Regions from separate parts of the Ovis aries genome. Here region 1 is linked to region 2. The links are chromatin contacts, called in public Hi-C maps. All regions are on one chromosome and are shown on one strand. Each heading gives the region's core, a stretch centred on a gene start, on an enhancer-like site or on the middle of the called end of the contact. The rest is flanking DNA. Distances are from core to core; before and after follow the strand shown.

Region 1 (2,960 bases), core at 429-2,928, 65 kb after region 2:
AAAACAAACAAATAAAAAACTCTCTGGAGACATGCAGCATCAGAATTTATCAGCTAGTACTTAGAGTGACTTTTAGCGCTAAAGACCATCAATTCCAAGATAGGCATTTTTTATCCACCTTTGACTATTTCTGAAATTGGCACACACTGGGTAATCAGTGGCATGTCATGACTTCATTGGCAAGTTACTTTTTCATGTTCTTCCTCTGCAGACATAAAGTATAATGATGTTGCTTACAATGTGAGATTCAGTGAAATATGACAATTTAATTCAGGGTAGCTGTGTCAACTCTGGTACTTCATGTTTCCATTGTTACATGTTTATCTTCAGTCAGGCATAGACATAAACACAAGCCTATGTGCATTCCAGTCAATGCCATTCTTCATTGACATCAGTGTTATTTTTTCCTCTATTTAGAACGCATCGTTAAGCCCCACCTATGGATCTAAATTAATGAATCGTTGAGGATAAGACGTGAGTATTAAAAAATCAAGGAGAAGCTTCAGGAAGGGAACTGGGGATATTTTTCAGAGAATGGAAACGTCTTTATTGCCAAGCACATAAATGAAAATACACACATCTTTAAAACTCAGGTCAGCTCAGTTTACTTGATCACATCTTAAGAATACATCTTTTTTTTTTTTTTTTCTGTCCTCAGTGAGAGGATGCAGTCATCATCTCCATTCTGATACAGGATATATCTTGCTGTTTCAGTTCAGTTCCGTTCAGTCGCTCAGTCGTGTCCGACTCTCTGTGACCCCATGAACTGCAGCACACCAGGCCTCCCTGTCCATCACCAACTGCTGGAGTCCACCCAGACCCATGTTCATTGAGTCGGTGATGCCATACATCCATCTCATTCTCTGTTGTCCTCTTCTCCTCCTGCCCTCAATCTTTCCCAGCATCAGGGTCTTTTCAAATGAGTTAGCTCTTTGCATCAGGTGGCCAAAATATTGGAGTTTCAGCTTCAACATCAGTCCTTCCAATGAACACCCAGGACTGATCTCCTTTAGGATGGACTGGTTGGATCTCCTTGCAGTCCAAGGGACTCTCAAGAGTCTTCTCCAACACCACAGTTCAAAAGCATCAATTCTTCGGCTCTCAGCTGTCTTTATAGTTCAACTCACATCCATACGTGACTACTGGAAAACTATGTCTATGCCTTGGCTAGACATACCTTTGTTGACAAAGTAATGTCTCTGCTTTTTAATATGCTGTCTAGATTGGTCATAGCTTTCCTTCCAAGGGGTAAGCGTCTTTTAATTTCCTGGCTGCAGTCACCCTCTGCAGTGATTACACACACCTTCATTTCATTTTGCCAGTGAGTGTAGACACTTATAGTAGCCCCATTGTTGAGAAGGAAGTCTTAATTGATTGGAATCAAAGAAACAAGTACATCTCTCCCTAAAGAAGTTGGTGTTCAGAATCATTCCTAAAGGGATGAGGGTGGAGTTGCCTACTCACAGCCTGCCTACTCACAGCTACCCTCTGAGACTTATTTCTACACAGGTGAAATCAGAGGAAGACAAATATTAGTCAGTGGTGCAGAGGAGGATAAGTCTCACAGTGGCAGCCTGCAGCCTGAGAATCAAGAGCAGAATGTGGGCAGGGTGATCGAACTTGCTGTGCTTTTGCCTTGGAGAGGTGTCCTGGCTTTCTGCGTGAATACCGAGGAGTCTCAGATTTTTTTTTTTTTTTTTTTAACACCACCCAGCAGTAGGCACAACCTCTTTTACATTCCTTTCCTTTCTGAATCATGACTCATCTATTGAGCAATGGGGCAAAGGAAGGGGCTGAAACAATCTCAAGGAATGAAAGACTCTCTGAGTTGGAAGAAACTTTAAGGGCCCTCCTGGATTAGAGATTACACAAACCTGCTGTCCTGCTGCTGTGGACATTGGCACATGGTCCCCAGAAGAGGGAAGGGCTCTTTCATATACATTGACTGGCATGTACCAGGTGCTATGAAAACAGAGGGGAAAACACTGGTGTATTAACCTTAGATAATCACCTTCATGTTTGAATTTTAATTTTACAACTTTAAAGGGGAGGATTCAGTAGAATTTTGAAGAGCTAATGCCCCCAACTTCTATCCTAGCCCATAGGGATTTTCCCTGGTGGGACACTGCTTTAGAATTTCTTGATCAGTCAGTAAGGAGAGGTAGTTCAGATGACCAAGTAAAGCCGATCTTTCCATTGTTGTTGTAAGTCATTTCTGACTCTTTTGCAATCCCAAGGACTGTAGCCCACCAGGCTCCTCTGTCTATGGGATGTCCCAGGCAAGAATACGGGGATGGGTTGCCGTGTCCTTCTCCAGGGGATCTTCCTGGACCAGGGATTGAACTCACGTCTCCTGCATTAGCAGCGGATTCTTTACCACCGAGCCACCAGGGAAGCCCAATCTTTCCATCAAGGTTCTAATTTGATCTGTTTGGGAAAGCTTCTTAGACCAGCAGTACCCAATCTTTTGGGCACCAGGGGCTGGCTTAATGGAAGACATTTTTTCTATGGACCGGGGGTGGTGATGGTTTCAGGATGATTCAAGAGCTTTACATTTATTGAGTACTTTATTCTATTGTTACTACATCAGCTCCACCTCAGATCATCAGACATTAGATGTCAGAGGTTGAGGACCCCTGTATTAGACTATCTTGGGTGGAGGAGGCTGGGCCACCTGGGGAGACGATCTCTAATCATTCTAGAGAAGCGAGGTGTAGATGAAGTCTCCACTTTAGCTAGCTCAGCATATCTGGCCGACTATCAATAGTTGGGGACAACCAGTAGAAGACAAGGTCAGGGACTGCACCACTCAGTAGAATCAGAGGTGCTCAATGTTTGGCCAATATGAGGAGGAAATGGAGGAAGGAGGTGGAAACACACCAACAACTTTCCCCAAAGAAACGCTGACCACCTCATTCTTCAGCTTGCAACCTCTATTTCTGAACCTGTGAAGTGGGGAA
Region 2 (2,817 bases), core at 167-2,666:
TGCAGGCTGCATCAAGTGACCCTGGACCAGTCTTCATCAACCCATCCTTGCTTTGGTCTTATGCATTTTCCACGTTTATGTTTCTCTTATTGATTGATTGATTAAGGGTGCTGGGTCTTCGTTGCTGTGCTTAGTTGCTTTCTCTAGTTGCGGCGAGCAGGTGGCTACTCCCTAACCGCGGTGCACAGGCTTCTCATTGCAGTGGCTTCTCTTGTCGTGGAGCACAGCTCTAGGGCACTCGGGCTCAGTAGCTGTGGCACACAGCATTAGTTGCTCCAAGGTATGTGGGAGCTAGTTCCCCAACTAGGAATCGAACCTGTATCCCCTGTATTGGCAAGTGGATTCTTAGCCACTGGACAACCAGGGAAGTCTCACATCTATGTTTCTTTTTTTTCCCCAACAAGACGGTGAGCTCTGAGAGGTCAGCAGTGAAATTTACATAATTTACATATATCCACTAATATAGGGGATGCTCGGGTGTATGGTACATATACAATGAAAATACTGAATTTTCCCATCTGCTGGTGGAACTTGAGTGGGTTTTGGCCCCAAAGGGGATTCTCAGACTTCTTTCCCTAGAAGATCCAGAGCAAAAGAAGATCCAGGAAGCAAAATTAGGATGAGGGATCTCTGGGATTAAAAATGAGTGCCTCTTTCTGTGTTACAAGAACCCTTTAATACAGATTTTGAAAAATGCCACATCTTAGATAAATGTGAGTGTGGTTTTTGAACATGGACTTGGGAGAGCTAGAAAGTCCATAAATGCTAAAAAAAATTGAAAAAGATTTGTGAGGGTTTCAAAGTTAGAAATATGTGTAACTACCTATGTCATCTTCCAAGAGCCTTGGTCCTTGTATCTATTAGTAGAGGCTGTTATGCTGAAGTAACAAATAGCCCACAAATTTCAGCAACTAGAAATAATCGTCAACTTTTACTCATGCCCATCACAGGTCAGCAGGCCCCATACTTGTTACTCAGGATGGAGTGGCTACCATTTTAAATTGCTGGTCCCCATGGCAGAACAACTTGTATGACCCCATCCAACTACAAGGAGGTTGGGAATGGCAGTGCCACCTTGTGCCTGAACTAGGGACATCCAGAGACAATTAGTGAACTGTACAACCATAATCTTTGTGACCAGAAAGCCAACCCAAGACAGAGTTCCAAGCACAGACATTTGTGTTTCCTGTATCCCATTTTCAGGCTTAGGCAGATGCATGAGGATGTTAGTAGCTGTGGCCTAATACTACAAATCTTGTGCCATCTCTATAGTCCCGGATCATTTGCCAGAAAGAGAAGCCTTGGCCTTTTGTGAGAGTCTGCGTGTGTTCACCTAGTGTGTGACTCATCCATTTTCCTCCACACTGCCCCTCCCACGGCAAGGGCTACTCCCAAGCAGGACTTGCCTGTCGGGCTGCAGGGCATATGGGGCTGGCTGCCTGTCAGGCAGAGCCCAGCCTGACTGTCTCAGCCAGGGGAGCCACCATTCAGGGCTAAATTGACTGCTCAGAGATACAGGAGCCCAGCTTGCTGGTTTGCTGTGAGATATGGCAAAGGGAAGTCTTTGACACCTGCGTCTCCAGCTGCCGGGAGTAGGTCGAATTTGCCAGTGACAAATTCGCCCGTGTCGTTGGCTAGCCACAGTGAGTAGCCCCATGACCTTCTCAGTCCAAGACCTTCCTTTGGAGAATTTCAGAGATGAGCAACCAATGAGGCTGTGTAGTGTGGACTTTCATTATTAATGTATACAGGGAGTTAGTCTTAAAAAGGAATTTGGTAACCTAGGGGCACTTGGCATAATTCAATAAGAGCACTAATCTGGTAGGAAAATATTTTTGTTTTAATTTATTACTCTCCACTTCTCTGATCCCATGCAAATAGAGTCCAGGAAACTAGAAACTTTAAAGGAAGTTTTCTTTGATGACTTGACAGTGATTAAGTACAGATACAGAAGCTAATTAACTTTTTTAAAATCACGATTTTCCCTCATCACACTTTGTAATGTTTTGTCTATAATTTTGGCTTATTATCAAGTCATCACCAGCCTTAAAGTCTCCTTGAATACAGAGGAATCCTTTTACACCCTTACACAGAAAAATCCTGCACTTCTAAGGACTAACTTATGGCATTAAGAATTCCTGATCCTAAACACTGTTTTCCTGAAATCAGACTTTCTCAGAAGGAATACAAAGTTTGGGTAGAATTCTCTTGCCTTGTGTTCTTTGCATGGCGGGTCGAGGAGAGGTGGTAGACACCCAAACATCTCCATGTCCATTGATTTTCATGTTCCTCCTTAAAATATTGTTGAACTTGGTGCTTAATTTGATTCTTTCCTTTTTCTGAAGGATTCTTTGTATTTGTTGAGTGTGAATTTTGAAAGTTTAGTTCTGCTTAAAAACTTTTTTCCCTTTGAATTTTGACAAAATGAGTTTTCCCCTCTAAAGTAAACTTGCCGATTAAAGAATGAAGCTTGACTAGACCTCACGTTATTTGGGTTTATTAAATTTTCTCCTAGAAAGTTCATTCATATTTTTACAGTTTGGAAAAATCTGTTTATTTGTAGCTCACAGGAATGATTTCAGGTACATTTCTGGGCAAATCTTTAGCTTTAAAAACTGTAAAACTGGGACTTCCCTGGTGATCCAGTGGTTAAAACTTTGCATTCCAATGCAGGGGGTGAAGGTTATCCCTGGTCAGGGAACTAAGATTGCACATGTCTGAGGCCAAAAAACCAAAACACAAAACAGAAGCAATATTGTAACAAATTCAATAAAGACAAAAAAAAATAAATAAAACCTGCAAAACTTAAAAGACAGC

Evidence for each region. A called contact is a pair of places that touch in the nucleus more often than the background predicts.
Region 1: a Hi-C map of mixed tissues shows a contact between it and region 2, with 2.1 times the contacts expected there. The contact joins the enhancer-like site here to the promoter of LOC101121719 in region 2. A contact is called at or near these places in 4 of 16 Hi-C or Micro-C datasets (liver, mixed tissues and tail adipose tissue).

Annotation. Positions count from the first base shown.
Region 1 is chr20:20,709,838-20,712,797 of ARS-UI_Ramb_v3.0, forward strand. LOC101121979 (adhesion G protein-coupled receptor F4) reads left to right here. Exons shown (of 11, transcript XM_060403687.1): 10 at 418-474. The coding sequence ends at 465. Among named protein-coding and RNA genes, the nearest start is that of OPN5, 40 kb to the right of the region's middle. Within about 2 kb of position 1,679, at least 6 of the 54 cell types and tissues checked have an H3K27ac peak or open chromatin away from gene starts, as enhancers often do.
Region 2 is chr20:20,644,777-20,647,593 of ARS-UI_Ramb_v3.0, forward strand. It overlaps LOC101121719 (putative adhesion G protein-coupled receptor F2P), which reads left to right and starts at 1,417. Exons shown (of 9, transcript XM_060403684.1): 1 at 1,417-2,817.